Regions from separate parts of the Arachis hypogaea genome. Here region 2 is linked to region 1. The links are chromatin contacts, called in public Hi-C maps. All regions are on one chromosome and are shown on one strand. The core of a region is the stretch at or near the end of the contact, and the rest is flanking DNA. Distances in the headings are between cores, read along the strand shown. Region 1 holds the start of LOC112748197. Region 2 holds the start of LOC112750086.

Evidence for each region. A called contact is a pair of places that touch in the nucleus more often than the background predicts.
Region 2: a Hi-C map of an unstated tissue shows a contact between it and region 1, with 4 times the contacts expected there. The contact joins the promoter of LOC112750086 here to the promoter of LOC112748197 in region 1. A contact is called at or near these places in 3 of 8 Hi-C or Micro-C datasets (leaf and an unstated tissue).

The regions. Positions count from the first base shown.
Region 1 is chr15:29,174,140-29,179,183 of arahy.Tifrunner.gnm2.J5K5, reverse strand. It overlaps LOC112748197, which reads left to right and starts at 2,353. Exons shown (of 1, transcript XM_025796406.1): 1 at 2,353-3,240. The coding sequence starts at 2,353. The coding sequence ends at 3,240.
Region 2 is chr15:29,315,351-29,320,394 of arahy.Tifrunner.gnm2.J5K5, reverse strand. It overlaps LOC112750086, which reads left to right and starts at 2,987. Exons shown (of 1, transcript XM_025798619.3): 1 at 2,987-4,132. The coding sequence starts at 3,062. The coding sequence ends at 3,892.

The DNA of each region.
Region 1 (5,044 bases), core at 1,104-3,603:
TGTTTATTTGTATCTGTTTTAATACTGTTCAAGTCATGGTTACAATAAGTACTTATATTGATTAATAGTGTAATATATGAAAAAGCCGCCTAACTAAGTTATAGATAAAATGAATTATTATAATCGACAGTATAAATCTATCTTATTAATTTAGTGAGAAGTTAATTATATAGGAAATCGGACATTCTTAAAATAGATGGGAATAATAAATTTATATTAGTTAATAAGTGCCTTATCAAATATTCGTAAAATATTTATTAAAGTGAGAAAAAACTAATGAAAGGACTAATTTGGTGCATGGCATTGAATTTCAGGGACTAAAATGAGTCATTTGATGTAAAGTAAGGGACCAATTTAGTGCACATGTAACGATGACATAGTGGATGACACGTGGAGAAATAGCATTGCAACATGTGGCATAATCTGACACGTGGCAAAATAGCATTGTGACACGTGGCATACCCACCCACGTTATCATACCGTTATACGTGGCCAAACCATGAGGTGACACGTGTCACCAAATGTCCACATCATTAAGCCAATTCAGCGCGTCGTTAATGAAAAATGGGTCAGGGACTACTATGATGCAATTTTTCCAATCTCAGAGACGTAATTGGTGCAATTGGAATCTTAGGGACGATTTTGATGCACAGCATCAATCTCGATGACCACTATAGGGATTTACTTGCACGACGGAACTTTTATTCTCTTAGTTTATTATGATTATGATATTAATTAATAATGAATTTGTATTAACAAAAAATAATATGTAGAAGAAAATATTTATCTTTTATTATTTATTATATAGGTTAGTTGCAATTAATATAAATCAGATTTTTAATTTAAAAATGAGAGAAAAAGAACAAATACGTTTTTGACCTTTTGGCCCATGGATATTTAAATTCTTGAAAATTTAAAAATATATTTAAATTTCTGACCTTTTCAAAACCTGGACACATCAATCCCTCTGTTCATTTGGGCCTGTCAGACCCAACGGAAAAATTAAATGTGGCTTCCGTTGTCCTGATTTGGCCGATATACGGATGCACATGTGGGAAAGTTTTTGAAATGAGACAAATTAGACCCAAGGATCGATATATCCAGGTTTTGAAAAGATTAAAAACTTAAATGTACTTTCAAATTTTCAGGGACTTAAATATCCGCCGACCAAAAGATTAAGGACCTATTTGTCCTTTTCTCTAAAAATTATAAGTTTGATATTATATACTAATAAATTATGGACTTCAAATGATAATAAAAAAATTTACGTTACCGGTTGTTAATTAGTTATTATGCAATATATCATCACTCATCACCCTTTTTTAATATAATTTGAAAGGAATAAAAAATATATCCTAACCCAACAAATAAAAGTCAGGCCCAATAATCCAAAAGGCCCATCAATAAAGGTGGATTTATTGAAATACCCGACCTCTTCAAAGAGGTCGGACAATGACCTAGAAGCCCAGCTTAACCTGGCGTAACCACCTCCATAAAGTCTCTCTAACTAACGCTATCTCATCTAAAAGGTAGATCCTAACAAACTCCCAAGATAAAGAAAATGCTTATCTATCAGAAAAGATAGAACTACTCTAACAAAGGTGGTTACCTACTCTATTATAAATACACTGGAGCTCTCAGGTATAACACACGCTTTACTCTACTAAAAACCTGCCCAAAACCCTTGCTAACTTAAGCATCTGAGTCTCTTGCAGGTACCACTTCCTAACCTCCTCACGAGAAACTCAGACAGGCAGCACCTCAGCATCCCAAGTCGGACGCTGCCCCTCAAAGGGACTTGGACCTCACATTCAAGCCCAAATCAACGTTTCAAGTAACCCTCGGAATATTGGCGCCGTTGCCGGAGACATGAAAGTCATCCCACAACCATGGCAGACAACCAACTCGAGGACGATCATATCGCATCCGAACCCAAGCAAGAAGCTCAGCCAGAAGATCACGTCGTCATGCTCCCCCCTCCACAGCCACATACGAAAGGACCCCACAGAGAAGGGCCTTCGGAAAACCCTTATCCAAGGAGGATCCATTCTGAGTACGCCGCCCCAGGAACGAAGATCATCCCCACGCGACAGAGATATTGAACATGGTCCATGGACAGCAAGATCGCTTGAGACAGCTCGAACACGAGGCTGAGCGACAACGTAATAAGAGGCTGAACGAGAATTCTGAAGAGAAGTAAAAAGACGTAGGGAGTTGGAAGAAAATATCCAGAAGATAGAGGCCGATCTTCAAAGTCGGGCCACCAGGTCAGAAAGTCCCTTGGGAGGGCAAGATCCGTTCACAGAAGAGATCATGAAGGCTAAAGTTCCTAGGAGCTTCAAATAGCTCGACATGGATCTCTATGACGGAACGTCCGATCCAAGCCACCATCTCAGTAATTTCAGAAGCCGAATATACTTGGCCGACGCCTTCGACGCCACTCGTTGCAAGGCCTTTCCGACTACTCTAACCAAGACCGCAATGAAATGGTTTGACGGCCTGCCCCCCAGGTCAGTCACTAGCTTTGACGACCTGGCCAGAAATTTTTTTACCAAATTCTCCGTCCAGAAAGACAAAATGAAGCACGCCCCGAGCCTACTAGGAGTAAAGCAAAAGGTCAGGGAGACCCTTCGCGACTACATGGAAAGATTCAACAAAGCTTGCTTGGAAATTCAGAATCTACCAACTGAAGTTATAATTATGGGTCTGGTCAATGGCCTCAAAGAAGGACCATTCTCTCAATCCATATCCAAAAAATACCCGACTTCTTTGAACGAGATCCAAGAAAGGGCAAAAAAATATATCAACATTGAAGAAAACTCTCGACTTAGAGAACCTCCCCTTCGATCCAACCTACCCTACTATCCAAGCCAGGACAAAGAAAGGGAGCCCAAGAAGAAAGAAGAGCAAAGTGTGGAAAAGCCTCGAAAGTACCACAACTACACCCCTCTAAGGGTTTCCCTAGTCGATGTCTATAGGGAGATATGCCACATGGAGAAGCTTCCGCCTCCCCATTCGATTAAACATAAGAAAGCTGGAAGTCGGACTAAATATTGTGAGTATCACAAGCTATACGGGCACCCCACTAATGAATGCTATGATCTCAAGAATGTCATCAAAAAGTTGGCCAGGGAAGGCCGACTTGATAGATACCTGGCAGACAGGTCGGACGACCCGAGGAAGAGAATAAGGGATGAAGAAGGAGGACGACCATATTGCCCTCCTCACACCCCTGAATGACATATACATATGATCAATGGTGGATTCGGGGGGAGGAGGAATATCAAAATCCTCGCGAAAAAGACACCTCAAGGAAGTATATCAAGTCAGACAGAATGATCGATTACTCGACTTGCCCACCATCTCCTTCACTAAAGAAGATGCTCAAGGAATAATACCCAAGCACGATGATATAGTGGTAATAACTATGATCCTAGCAAACGCTAACCTACACTAGACCTTGGTAGATGAAGGCAGCTCAGCGGAGATCCTGTTTAAGCCTGCCTTCGATAAGCTCAGGTTAGAGGAAAAGGATCTAAGGGCATACTCGAACAGCCTCTTTAGACTAGGAGATACCCCGATTTGACCTCTGGGTTACATCTCATTGTACACCATCTTCGGAAAAAGATCAAGATCAAGGACACTAGGTGTCGACTTCATTGTGGTCAGCGAAAATTCAGCATACAATGCCCTAATAGGACGGACGACCCTGAACCGACTTGCAGCTCTGTTTCCACCCCCACTTCTCTGCATGAAGTTTCCCACAGCTGAAGAAGTTGTCACTATTAAAGGAGATCAAAGGCTAGCAAGAAAATGCTATAATGAGAGCCTCAGTTTAAAAGGCAGCTCAGAGGGGGAAAGAAGTCAATACAATTGAATTAGGCGGAGTCTGAGTTCGAGAAGAAATATGACCCCAACCAGAAAGCAAAACAGAAGAGATATAAATCGGAGACCACCCCAACAAAACAACGAGTATAGGGGCAAACCTGGAGGAAAGCCTAAAGAAATAGCTCGTGGAATTATTGAGAAGAAACTCCGATCTCTTTGCCTGAAAAGTCTCTGACATGCCGAGTATAGCTCCCAACCTGATGTACCATAAGCTTGCTGTGTACCCAGGTTCCCAACCTGTTCAGCAGAAGCGAAGAAAGCTCGGACCAGAGTGAACACAAGTCGTAGAAGAACAAATACAAGCCCTATTGGAGGCAGAGTTTATAAGGGAGGTTAAATATCCGCTGTGGTTAGCCAACGTCGTGCTGGTGAAAAAACAAAATAAAAAGTGGAGAATGTGTGTCGATTATACCGACCTCAATAAAGTCTGCCCTAAGGACCCTTATCCACTTCCCAGCATAAACGCTCTGGTCGACTCAGTATCGAGCTATAGATACCTATCTTTTATGGATGCCTACTCGAGATACAATTAAATCTCGGTGTATAAGCCAGACCAAGAAAAAATCCCATTCATAACTCCAAAGGCAAACTACTGCTACATAGTGATGCCCTTTGGATTAAAGAATGCAAGAGTCACCTACCAACGATTGATGAATGAAGTGTTTTCCTCTCACAAAGGAAAACTCATGGAAGTATATGTGGATGACATGCTCGTAAAGACCAAATAGGACGGAACACTATTGTCCGACATCTCAGAAGTATTCTCCACTTTACGAAAGCATGAAATGAGGTTAAACCCCTCAAAGTGCCTTTGCAGTAGAAGCTGGAAAGTTCTTAGGGTTTATGCTGACTAATAAACCACTATTTAATGGTTTATCTTGTGCTCAATTGAGTGGTTTTTATCAAGTCTTTGCACACTTATTCATACAAATTGCATGATTTTACAATTCCTTCCTAGTTTTGTTCCATAATTGAAAACTTGCACCCTAAGCCTTTAAATTGTGTATTTTTAACGTTCTTTTTATACCATTTGATGCTGTGATATGTGCGTTAAGTGTTTTCAGGCTTTATAGGGCAGGAATGGCTTAGAGGATGGAGAGAAAGCTTGCAAAAATGGAAGAAACACAAGAAATAAAGGAGACAACCAGTGAAGAAC
Region 2 (5,044 bases), core at 1,738-4,237, 140 kb before region 1:
AAATTAAAGCATAACCACAATCAATACTAAAGCAAAACCACAATCAATACTAATATTGTCTAATAATACCAAATATTTAAATCAATACAAATAACACAATATTATGCATTAGTCTAAAGTCTTATGCATTCTAAAAATAAAACATTAACTTATAGTCTTATAATGACTAATAACAAAAAATATTAAGGTTTACAATACTTAAATTCCACATAAGAATAGTCATGATCCATCACTAATAACACAAAATATTAATTATGTATGATAACCGGGCCACCGGGCCGACTTCGGGTGACCCGAGCTATGGCCCGGACCCGACCCGAAATAATGACCGGGTCTATTTTTGAGACCCTTACCCGGCCCTAAACCCGATGAAATCACACCAAATTAACCCCTAAAGTGTTCGGGACCGGGTCGGGTCGGGTCTGTGCACCCCTAGTACAGACTCTCTACTATTAGTCGACAAACAAATGGTGGTGAGAGCATTCATCACTTATAGCTTGAATTCTGATTTAGAGGTATTTTATTTTGGTGACTCGAAAGAAAACAACCAATAACAAAGAAAGAAATAAAAAAAAAAAAAATAAGAAACTGCTTAAAAAAGGCAGCCTGGTTGAATACTACTCTCAAACTCTTTTTTAAGGTAACAAAAGCTCCACTTGAAGAGAAATGGTCCTCATTGCAGTCTTTGCCATGATGTCTGCTACTGTATTTGCATCTCTCAAGATCAATCGGAGATCAGCACGCCATTTTCAATATATAATATCTCGGATTTATAACACAAAAGGATCAATAAAACCATAGTAATTTTGTAAATTATTGACAATAGTAAAGACCTCCACATAGTTTGTCTCACATATAATGTCTTCTTGCTCCGAGTTCCATGCTAAAAAAAAAGCCTCTTCAAATAGCAAGCAACTCTCCTTGCAAAATACTACTACTCTCAATTGTTTTCAGACAGCCTCGTTGCCACTTTTCCTTCCAATCTCTGCTAACACAAGTAAAATCAACCCAATCACCATTGTTAAGATAGTTAGCGTCACAATTAATCTTAAAGATATCCACTGAAAAAAAAAATCCAAGAACCACTAATGGTATAAAACTATAATTAAATAGAATATTTTTATTTTAAAATTTTATCAATATTTCTTTTTAAATGTTTAAATCATGTTAATGAATTGAATAACATGAAAGATAGAGGGAGAAAGGAGTGGGAATTGATTGGCATGAGAGATTTATTGGTGGAAGAAGTCAACCAATGGAAGATCTAGTTATAGACAATGGAATAAAAACACAATCTAATCTTTTTTCTAAATTGTCCCAAAAGCAACATAGTGTAGGGTCCATGCTAGAACAACTGTCTAACGCAAATGCTAAGTTTATTATTTGAATAACATTATAGTTGATGACTTGCATTCACCTGAAAACATTTGTTGTATAAAATATAGGCTTTGCCTGCTCTAAGAAGATATGCCCAGATCTTATGGAAGACTCTTAATTAGTAGTATATAATATATGCTTACATCATCAACCACTTCTTTTATTCCTTCATTTAGGAAAAAAAATAATAATATTTCTTTTTTTATATATATCACATTCATAAAACATGGTCAAGAAAAACAGACTAATAATCTTCTTTTTAATGTGGTTGTGGGTGGTGGTGGGGATGGATAATTACAAAAGAAGCTTCATTTAGTGCTGATTAATCACATTTCTACAGTTAATTAGCTTTTTATTAATTACTTAAATTGGATTAACTGTATTTAATGGGACTAGATAGACTAGCCTAGATATATATATATAGCTAGGAATCCATATTAACAATAATAATATTTATTTGTGCCATTCTCTAAAATAATATATTAATTTATTATAAGCTTAGTTAGCGGACAATACATGAAGCCATTAAGTCATTGGCTGGTTACTAAAATAATCTTATTAGATATGCATTTTAGTACAGTAGTAGATATGTTATAAAGTTAGTGCACCCTTCCTTTCTTTGACTTTTGCAGCTACAGTTAGTTTAATAACTTTAATCATGTCTTAGGCATGGAATATATCTCTTTTTTAAATTAAGGATTTCTCCCCAAGTGGAACTATAATTATTATTAAGTGCTTATGAACCATCTAATTCTATACTAATTTAATCACACTGAATCCTCTCTGATTGAGAAGTTTGAGGTGTATCTAATACAATATGAAAGTATTTTTAATATTCAACTATGATATGTATATACTAAAATAAACTATTAAAATTAGCTATTAATATAAAATATATATTAAAATAAAAATATATATTAAAAATAAATTATATATATATATATATATATTTATATATAAATATATTAATAACTAATTTTAATAACTGATTTTAATCAACGAATAATATTTTTGTTTTAATATATAACAAAGCATTGCATGAGAGACGGCTTTTAATTTTTCTTATCTGACTTTTTCTTTTTTTCATTTTTCTAAGTCTCCTATTTTATTCTATTGATCCGTTGGGTAGTCCCCTTATGCTGCCCATGTATTAAAAAACTAATTATTTTAATGGATATATCAACTTATCAGATTACTGATCGTCGAATAGATATTTTAATCTATTAATGAGAAATGAAGTTTTGAGTTTTAATTTACTTAAAAATAAAAATAAAAAATAAAAAAATATTACTCTTTAATAAGACTTATAAATTAAAATTAAATTAATCAAATTATTAATAATAAAAATAGACAAAAATTTTGTTTAAAAAAATAACTATGTTAAGTGTACATAAAAAATTTATTATCTGTAGTATACAATATATTTTAAAAATAAGTTAAACAATATTTATATTTATATACAAATATACGATAACTGATTGGATAATTGATTTTTTGTATATACATAGAATATTTTTATTAAAAAAATACTAAATTAAAGTTATTTTAATAGATGCAATGCATGATATAACCTAAGAGGTTTCTAACTTTCTATAAAAGGAACACATGCCAAACAACTAATCATAGTACATTTCTACTTCAAAATATCACCCCAAACCTAATAATTAAGAGAGAGGGAAAAAAAATGGAAAGGGATGTGTGTGATCTTTCTCCCACATGGGATTGTGAAAATGGCAATAATTCTGTGGAGAAGAGGCTAAGGCTATTTGGATTTGAGCTGAATCCACCTTCAAACAATATGAAAGATCCTAACACTACAGAAGGATCAGATGAAAGTGTGAATTCATCATCTAACTCAGTTTCTTCAGGAGGGGACAAAACCACAGCACAAGATCAAAGAACCACAACCAATAATAATAATGAGAAGAAGTTTGAGTGCCAATACTGTTTGAAGGAATTTGCAAATTCACAAGCACTTGGTGGGCACCAAAATGCTCACAAGAAAGAGAGGATGAAGAAGAAAAGGCTGCAGCTTCAAGCAAGGAAAGCCACCATAAACTACTATCTTCAACAACCCAATTTCCAAAACAACAATTATCATGGTTTTTCTTACCATAATCAGAATCATAATAACAATAACACACCTTGGTTCTATGATCCTTCTTCCTACAACTACTATTCTGACTTCACAGTTTGTGAAGAATCTCAAATTAGCTTCAACCCCAATGATCAAGATTCAAACTTTTTGGTTGAGAAAGCATCAAATAGTAATTGGTATTCATCTCTGCCATCATCATATCAAGCTGCTTCTTCTTCACAACAAGATTCTTGCATGTTCAATTTCTCTAATACTAGTATAGATAATAATAATAATAATAATAGGGCCTACAACATCTTCAAGCCTTGCAACTTTCTTGATTCTTCAAATCATCAAATACAAAGCCATAGTAGTAATAACAAAGCTTTGGATCTTCAATTAGGTCTCAATTTGGAGTCAAATACAAAAAGGGCCTAATTTATTAGTAGTATTATTATTATTGATTAGGGCATACAGGATATATATAATTTATTTATAGTTTCTATGTTTTTGGTTTCTTGATGAATTGTTCAAATGTATGAATCTCAAACATATATCTGGAAAAAGAACAAAATTCACAGTTCATTATAGTGATGATTTTTAGGAAAATATTATAATACAGCTCTTGTGGTAATATTTTCTTTTTAAGAATATAATTTAACCATTGGAAATTGTATATGATTTGCTGTACATATATAACATAGAAGCTTTATTTTATTTTATTTTATTTTCCTTTACTATCTCGTTTAATTATGCATATTATTATAAGATATATGAAGGAGCATGCACTTAATATCAGAACGCTTAGTTGCATGTAAAGGGTGTTAATTAAAATATTAAATGCAAATAATTAACCTTTTGGAAAGGCCTAGTTAGTTGCATGCTAATATATAATCTGAATGAAAATAAATTAAATTTCAAGCTATAACATGGTATATAATTTACAAGGAAAAAATATGGATTACCCATGTAATTTCATGATTGCTTCGATATATCGTGTGAGAAGATAATAAATTAAAGACAAGGGTTTATACATAAAATTATTTTATATTTTCTATTCATATTTATTATATATTATTAATTCAACAAAAATCTATTACGTCTCATTTTTTTATTATAATTAAAATAAAATTTTTTTTCTAAAATTAAGATTTCTCTCTTCTCTATCTCTTTTTTTATATTTCTTATTTTTTAATTTATTGATTTTATCTCTCTTATATATTATTATTAATGACTAATTATAAATTTGACAATTAAAATACGTAACATAATATTCTCTAATTATAATTAAAATTAAATTAAATTAAAATTAAAACTTTAATATTAAAATTGAAATTAAAATATAGTTATATTATATATTACTAATTTAACAACCAAAATATGTCACATGACACTCTCTCATTAAAATTGAGATAAATATTTTTCTTCAAAATTAATAAACTTCCCTCCTCCATCTTCTTATCTATCTCTCTCCCCTTTTCTATTTCTCTCTACCCTTTCTACTCTATATATAACTTATAATTTATATTTTATATTTTATATTACTAATTTGACAAATCAAAATATGTCACGAAATATTCTTTTATTACA